2 separate regions of the Canis lupus genome follow, and region 2 is linked to region 1. A link is a contact called in public Hi-C data. All regions are on one chromosome and are shown on one strand. The core of a region is the stretch at or near the end of the contact, and the rest is flanking DNA. Distances in the headings are between cores, read along the strand shown. Region 1 overlaps LOC119876151 (a long non-coding RNA gene). Region 2 has its middle 280 kb from the start of TBC1D1.

What was found. Hi-C and Micro-C count contacts between places; a contact is called where the count stands out from the background.
Region 2: a contact with region 1 is called in a Hi-C map of skin fibroblasts, with 2.3 times the contacts expected there. The contact joins two enhancer-like sites. A contact is called at or near these places in 7 of 9 Hi-C or Micro-C datasets (amygdala, blood, liver and 1 more).

What each region holds. Positions count from the first base shown.
Region 1 is chr3:74,175,721-74,179,743 of UU_Cfam_GSD_1.0, forward strand. All of the region lies in intron 2 of LOC119876151 (a long non-coding RNA gene), which reads left to right. Among named protein-coding and RNA genes, the nearest start is that of TLR10, 37 kb to the left of the region's middle. Within about 2 kb of position 2,006, at least 5 of the 20 cell types and tissues checked have an H3K27ac peak or open chromatin away from gene starts, as enhancers often do.
Region 2 is chr3:74,602,526-74,606,548 of UU_Cfam_GSD_1.0, forward strand. No RefSeq gene overlaps it. Among named protein-coding and RNA genes, the nearest start is that of TBC1D1, 280 kb to the right of the region's middle. Within about 2 kb of position 1,821, at least 9 of the 20 cell types and tissues checked have an H3K27ac peak or open chromatin away from gene starts, as enhancers often do.

The DNA of each region.
Region 1 (4,023 bases), core at 756-3,255:
GACACACAGAGAGAGGCAGAGACTTAGGCAGAGGGAGAAGCAGGCTCCCTGCGGAGAACCCGATGGGAGACTCCATCCCAGATCCTGGGCTGAAGGCAGTCACTCAACCGCTGAGCCACCCAGGGGTCCCTCTGGGTACCCTCTTAAGGACAGAAGCCTCAGCTGTTGAGAACCAGAACTCCAGACCCTTATCAGGAGAAGCACCGATCTTAAAACTTTGTCTATCATTCTCGAAGTATTTATAGTGAACTAATGAAAGAAATGACCCAATGTGTGGAAAGAACCAGTGCAATAATACCACTATATTTCTTGGAGGACCTGCAATGGGCATTGAGAATAACCACAAGCCTAACAGACCTGCATAAGCCCCAAGCTTATAGCATCACTCCCCGGCTCCAGATAAACCACCAGACATCAGAGGCAGGGATTTTTCTCGCCACACTCAGAAAGCATTTGATTCAAACGGGCCCCAGCCCTCGGGGTGGCCTTGAACATACATACAGGCCCTCCCACCTGGTTTGTTAGGTGGTGGAGCCCGTGCCGTATGCATCGCACTGCCCTTTGGAACTTCTGTTGAGGTGTTTCCTCTAGTGACTTTTGTTCCATGCTTCCTAGGAACTAGAACACAGGAGCAACGGAAAAGGCCAAACTTCAACCTTATGATAGAGAGGAGACCAGTCTTGACACGATTTGCACCTTTCACAGCGGTGGGAGGAGAATAGCTCTACTGGGGTCGGTGGTGTGGGTGGGGGGGTCGGGACCCCTGGCTCAGGCACTGCCTCCACCCTTATAGTACTCTCCAAGAAGACTGGGGGGTGGGGCAGCTTTTAAGCAGGAACAGAGTTGATTGCCTAGAGCGGACCAGTTTCTCCCATCCTCCCTATCCCCCTAGCAGCCTGCAGGGCACCCTCACCCCAGCCCCTCCAAGTGATCCCTTTTCTCAGTATCTTTTAGTATAAGAAGCCCGATTCAAATTAAAGGAGAGGAAAAACAGAGAGAAAAAACCTGATGCCAGCCTCCAGGGAGGGGCTAGACATCTCCAGGCTTCAGATTCTAGTTCTCCCTCCCATGGGCTGGGCAGCCCCCAGGAAGTTTATTTACCCTTTCTTTCTCCCTGCGCGCTGAAGGTAATGAAATGCATGTCACAGGGTCGTGGAGCAGTGGACGAGGGCGTGTTAAGAGGAAGCCCGGTGTGTGGCACGTAGGAAGCACTCTATAAGTCTTAGCTGTTGTGACCAAACTCAGGCCAGCACTGCTCAGCAAAGGAAGCTTGCGCTCTGTCACCATTGCCAACTTTGTTGTTACCAGGGCAGTGTTTGTGCTCCCCGGCTCTGGGCGACCTTGGCAAACTTCCTGTCTTCCCCCAAGAATACAAGACCCCTCCTCACCTCCTCAAGGTCATCGACTAGATGCCATGTGAGAGGTTCTCCCTCCTGGAATTGGGTCCCTGGGCACTTATCCTGGTGACTTACTGGCTTGGGCCTGAGGTCAGGTGAAGGGCAAGAGGGCCTCAATCCTGACTTTTACTGTTATTGATTTGTGGTGATTTTAAGGCAGAGGGCATGGCCTCTGGGGCCGGGACTGCAGGCCCAACAATGCGTCCCTTCTCCCATGGCCCTGTTTACCTTCCGGGAGCGGGCAGGGTGTGGCCAGAGCTCCTGGCGTGCAAGAGCACCAGGGTGTGGTGAGGACACTGGGTGTGGGTGCCCAGGACAGGCCGCAGAGGAGGGACCCAGGTCTAAGTGCTGAGGCCACCTGTCGGCCCTGCTCTGCTGTGGAGCAGCTGTAAGACTCAGGCTCTCAGCTCCTCGCACACAACAACAACAGCAACACGACTAGCATTAGTTTTCCTGAGTCCTTATTAACCACATGTGGCACGCCAAGCACACCCTTGATCGTTAGGACCTCGGCTGCGTGTGAGTCCTGGAACCACCACTCACTGGCTGCGTGACTTCAGGGACATTGCTTAGCCTCTCTGCTCCTCAACATCCTCCTCTGTAAGAAGGGCGGTGGTTAAGGCACTTCTGCTGACAGCAGGCCTGGAGGTGCCCATTGGAACCCAAGGCCATCATGCTGGAGCCCAGGAAGGGGAAGATAGAATTAGGCCATTAGACCATGTGATATTGGGGTGGGGAATTTACCTTGATGACGTTAGGATGCCGGGTCCGTGTAGGTGTAAGTATGCAAAGCTAGGAATCCAGGAAAGAATTGCCAGAGGATGCATGAAAAACAAGATTTTTTTTTTTTAAAAAGATGTTTTTAAAACAGATTTTATGTATTTACTCATGAGACACACACACACACACACACACACACACACACAGGCAGAGACACAGGCAGAGGAGGAAGCAGGCTCCACGCAGGGAGCCTGAGGTGGGACCCGATCCAGAATCACGCCCTGAGCCAAAGGCAGACGCTCAACCACTGAGCCACCCAGGTGCCCCCAAAATAAGATTTTATATGAAAATACTCACCTTGATCCTGAGAGAAAATAGACCACCTGGCATCAGTAATAATTGAGCAGAGTCATGAGCGCAGAAAATCAAAATAGAACTCACTGAAGTCAGTGTAAACAAGACTGAGGTCAACTATTTAAAACATTTTATGTACCATAAGAAGGCTTCCAATGAAGTAAATAAAGTATAAGTTGTAAAAGAAGAAGGAGGGGAAGGAGAAGGGGAGGAAGAAGAAGAGAAAACGTCTTCCTCCGGTTGTCGGAGGATGAAGTGAGAAAGTCCTAGAATAGTTTCTGGCCCGAGGTAATGTTGAGCAAGTATTAGCAGTTGCTAATGTAAAGTTCACATGCATGACTTCATGCCATACTCATAACAATCCTGAAACAAGCCCTCTACAGAGAGGCTTAGGGCCCACTCAAAGAAGCAAGCAAAGCTGGGATTTGCTCAGGATTATCTGATTCTGAATCTCAATCTCTAGATCCAAAACCAGTGTGTCTTGCTGCCTCTCATTTAGCAACATCACCCGAAGAAACCGTGATCGAGTGCCTTGCTTTGAGCCAAGCTGCTGTGACCTTATTTAATTGGTTGAAACATTCCAATTTGATTTGCTCAGCTCATAAGCGCTTGCAGAGCTCTTCTCATGGGGCACTGAGCTGGGTCCTGGACTCACCTCCAGAGCCAGATGTTGGTCTTGCCCACAAGGAGCTCACTGGCCAATGTGCAAACAGAAAAGCCCGTGTTGTGATCAAACAGCTTGACAAATCTAAAGACCCTTTTGGCTTGCAATTCCATTTGGACAGCTTCTTGAACTTCCTTACCTCTTTTGAGGGCCTTAACTAACTAACTGTGTTAACTAACTAACTATCCTGTGTTGCCTGAAATCCCCACATCTAGATTGAGGTTTAAACTAAACTGTTACATGGGGCATCTGGGTGGCTCAGTTGGTTAAGAGTTGGTGTCCAACTCTTATTTCAGCTCTGGTCATAATCTCAGGGTCGTGGGATCGAGTTGCACTTTGGGCTCTGCACTGGGCATGGAGCCTGCTTAAGATTCTCCTTCTCCTTCTGCAACCCCCCACCCCGCCCCTGCCCCCTGCTCTCTCTCTCTCTCTCTCTCTAAAATAAATGAATAAAACTTTGAAATAAAAAGTTTTTTCTAAAAAAAAACTTTTTTCTCATCGTAAGATGAAAGAAAGGAATAAACTGGGGGAGACATTGACCATCCATTGATCAGTTATCAATTAATCCTTGAAGGACTAGAAAGATTTGGTAAGGGTTTGAGGAAAGGAAAGACACCCCTCTGGGCACAGGCCTCGTCTAAGTAGTGGCTTTGGAAAATTGCAACCAGCTTCCAGAAGAGAGGTTGGGTAAATTTTACCAACAAGAAATTAGGGAGAAAGTAGTAGATGAGATTTGCTATCTGCAGGGGTAACTCCCCCCAAGGTGTGTTGTAGATGGCTGCCTAGGGAGACTTGAGACACTATGCAAAACTGTGGGGATTTCACACAAAACTAATCCCAGTCCCTGCCTCACCAGGTGCCTTGGAGTATAACCTGCAACTAAATGTA
Region 2 (4,023 bases), core at 571-3,070, 430 kb after region 1:
CTCCTCCCACCCTCAGAGAGCAAAGGCTCATTCGCCTGCTGAGAAGTCAGAATCCTGCCTCTGATGCAACAGGTCTGGCGTGTTGTCAAGCGCACAGTGCTCGTGGAAAAGGGCAAAGAGGGCTTTTGTCTCCATTCTGAGAAGAGGCCCTTCGATAACTGTGTTTTCCGGGCTTGGAACCCTTACAAACCTAGGGACTCAGTCCTAGTCATCGCAGGTCAACAGCGAGTCAGTAAGCAACCACGGAGCACAAACCCTCCAGCCCAAACCTAGAACATGCCCAAAGGGCTTGTTCAGACACAAATGGCTGTGTTCTCCTGCACCATCCCACTGGTTCTGTAGGGCTGGGCTCGAGCCCCGGAATCTGCATTTCTAACAAGTTCCCAGGGGATGCCGTTGGTCTGGGGACCCTACTTCGTGTCCCCGGAGGTTGCCCTGCAGAGCTCTGGGTGCTCCGTTAGCACCAGCAAATCCATTCCCATAACTGGCAGCTGACAACACAATTCCAGCACAACGTGACATTTAATACCCCAGAAGCACAAGAATGCGAGAGGTAAGAGGTAGAGCAAGTGAAGAAACGGGGACAGGTTGAGCCCAGGCTGAATGCCACTTAAGACTAAGCTTCTCAGGAATGGGGGGCTGAGGAAAGAGGAAGCCGAAAGAACTTGCAGAGAAAGGCTTGTTTATAGTCAGGCTCCCCCTCTCATTCCTAACTGTCCCAGAGTTGGTCTGGGCAAAGCCAGCCCTGCCCTGCCCAGCCCAGGCCTGCCCGGGGTGTTCTCTCCTTCCTCGGGGGAGTTCATTTGCCTCCCAACCACGGAGGTGTGCGTTTGCATTCTCCGTCCTTGGGGAAGACGGGGACCTGTGTCCACCCTGCCCTGCCGGTTCATTAACGTACCCTCATCAAGGTCCCTGCTGGATCTAAGATTTCAGTATCAACAGCCAAAAGGAAGGGATCCTGCCCCTCAAGTGCAATCACTTGCACTTCCAGAAAGCCTGGAGGTCTAGACCTAGAAAAGAGAGTAGAGAAGACACAGTCCATTGAGGGACTCCACCTTTTCTTCTTGTGTCCAAGGGGATGGCGCCCCTGTTGCTCCCTCTGAATGGAAATCCCATCCTCCTTGGCCTGGTGGTGAGCTCCCAGTCTTCCTCCAGACTCACCTCAGGCTTTCTGGCTTTGGGAGGCCATCCCTCAGCACCTCAGGGAGCGTGGCCGTGACTTCCGCTGTGCTCTCGCTCAGAACCGTGTGCTGCCGTATTGTTTACGCATTGGGGGACAGTGGAGGGACGCTCAAGCTCTGAGGACTCCCAGCCTGTCCCCCCCTTCCTCGCCAGCTAGGAAGGCTCTTCCCACTTGGCTGCTACCATCCTCTCCTTCCTCTCGGGCTAGAGGTCTCCCTTGCCAGAATTTATTCTTCTCTTTTCTGTGATACAGAATCAAAAGGCTGGGAGAGAGAAATGAAGAGACGGAGGCAAAGAAGGTGTTGAAGAGATAAGAGGCGTGTGCAGTAGGCCAGGAGGATGTTATCTCAAGGATAGAAAAGGAAAACTTGCCTGGATCGGGGTAGTTCCCTGCGGGGGCGGGGGGGGAGGTGTTGAAGAAAGAGTGTCCGGGGAGGCTCAGGCCACAAGAGGGAAGAGGTTGCGTTAAGGGTAGCTCAGGACTGCCCCTGTGGCTTCCACTCACGGAGCTTCAACCGACGGGTTAAGGACTTAACATTACTCAGAAACACCTCTTGGTCACTGGGACCCTCTTTCTTAACCCTGCTCTGGGACTGCACTGCACCGACCACCCTCCACTGGGTGCCATCCCGGGCTTCTAGGACCTTCCACTCTACTCTTCCCGTTGTGTGGCCCAGAGCCTGCGCCCGAGAGATGCTCAGCAAAAGTTAGCTGGTTTCCTTCCTTCTTCCCTTCTGTCAACCCCGAGCAGCCTATCAGGCTGAGATGAGGGCAGAATGGAGGATGGGCCGGCAGGATCGCTTTGGGGGGGGTGAGGCAAATAAAACATCCCACTAAGTCTGCCTGGACGGAGTACCCGCAGCACAGTGCTGATCTTGGCTGGGCGCCCGCTGTTTACCAGCCCCCTCCGGGCCTCTAGGGTATGGCTAATTAAAGACATGGTTACTCATTTCATTCCCAAGTCGCTATTTAAGGAAGTAGAATCATGCCATTCCTATAAGGCCTCTGACCCTACACCAGAGGCAAACAATGCCAGGGCTTGTCCAAGTGGCTGTTAAGTACAGAGCTGTTCAAAGAGCCTGGGAGGAGGGAGCAGACGGCAGGCCCTACAGCTGGCCCAGCTGCTGGTTCGCCCCTCCTTCCATGCCCTCCTCTCTCCCTCCCACCCAGGGGCCGGGACCTAGTGGCAACCCCTCCCTGAGCCCCCTGCCAGGGCAACTCCTCTGTTTGCTGGACACACTCAGAGTCACACTCAGAGTGACTTTTCTGAGCTGACTCAGAAAAAACAAAAAAACAAAAAAACACTAACATTCTCCTTTTGGATTTTAGGGAGCAGCAACTTGGAGCATTTGGGATTCTTCAGCTGTCCTTTAAGAAGTGAAAAAACAAAACCGAAAAGAAAAAAATAATTGCTTTTAATCAACTGACTCTTACTGAGGTCTGCTCTATGTCAGGCCCAATGCAAAGCACATGGAAAAAAAGTGAATAAAAGTCACTCCTGCCCTCAAAGGGTATCCAGTCTTATAGACAAATTAGATGCATAAACAAATAAGTTATACTGGTGTGGAATAAGTACAAGAGTAGAGTTACAGACTTTGCACCATATGGAGAAGGTGGTGATAACCTCTAACAGGTAGAGGGGAAAAAAGGTGTGCAGAGGGCGGGAGACAGGAGGTGGGTTTCGAGGCAAAAGTAGGAGTCACCTGGCTCAAATTTTTCTAACAAGTAATTCAAAACAGCAGTAATCTGTGAAGGGCTAGTCAGAAATCCAGCACAAATGTGAAATTTATTTTTTTATGAATTTTTTAATCAAAATATCATTGGCATATAACATTCGATTAGTCTCAGGTAGCATAGAATCTCTCAGATAGGGCAGCCCGGGTGGCTCAGTGGCTTAGCGCCTGCCTTCAGCCCAAGGCCTGATCCTGGAGACCCGGGGTCGAGTCCCAGGTCGGGCTCCCTGCATGGAGCCTGCTTCTCCCTCTGCCTGTGTCTCTGCCTCTCTCTCTCTCTCTCTCTCTGTGTCTCTCATAAATAAATAAACTATTTTTAAAAAATCTCTCAGATATTTATTTTCATGTTTTAAGATTGTGCAAATTGCGCATTATAGTTTATAACAGTCACACGTTTTGACATTAAACTAGTGTCTTCAGTTTCTACTCAGTATGATTATTGGACCTTCCAAACACATCCTGCCAAATAGAACTTCTCCTCCATGGAGGCGGAAGCTCCCCGTTGACCCCTTGGGTGAGAGAAAAGCAAGTTTTACCCAGTCTGAAAACTCGGAAGCCTTTAGAAGATGGCTGGAGCCCAGAGCTTGGCCTCTGAATATACGAATGGCTTTCCACACTCCTATTTAGGCCTGCTGACGGAGTCTGACCACAGTTAGTGTCTTCCCAAAACCCTTCCTCAAGTAAGCGTGTCCTATTTTCCTTTCACCCCCGCTGTCTGCCATGTTCCTTGATTTGAGGAAAATGCCAGCAAAGAGGAGGCCACTGGGCACCATCAACAATACCAGAGTGGAAAACAGTGGGATCGCTCCCACAAAGCCAACATTTAGAGCTATTCCAAGCCGAGTTTGCAATGATCGCCAGTTAGGTGCCAGCCACCATTTGAGGTTTACACCGCCACCGCAGGTGAAAGGTAATGATTCCCTAAGCCCTATGCCAGGTTAACACTCCAGACCAATTAAGCCAGAAACCCTGGGAGTGGTGTCCAGGCGTTAGAATTTATTAAACCTATAGGGTGATTCCAATGTGCGGCCAGTTTGCGAACCAGTGGGCTAGATCACCATGCTTCCCAACCTTGGCTGCACATTAGAATCACCTGGGGAGGTTTTTG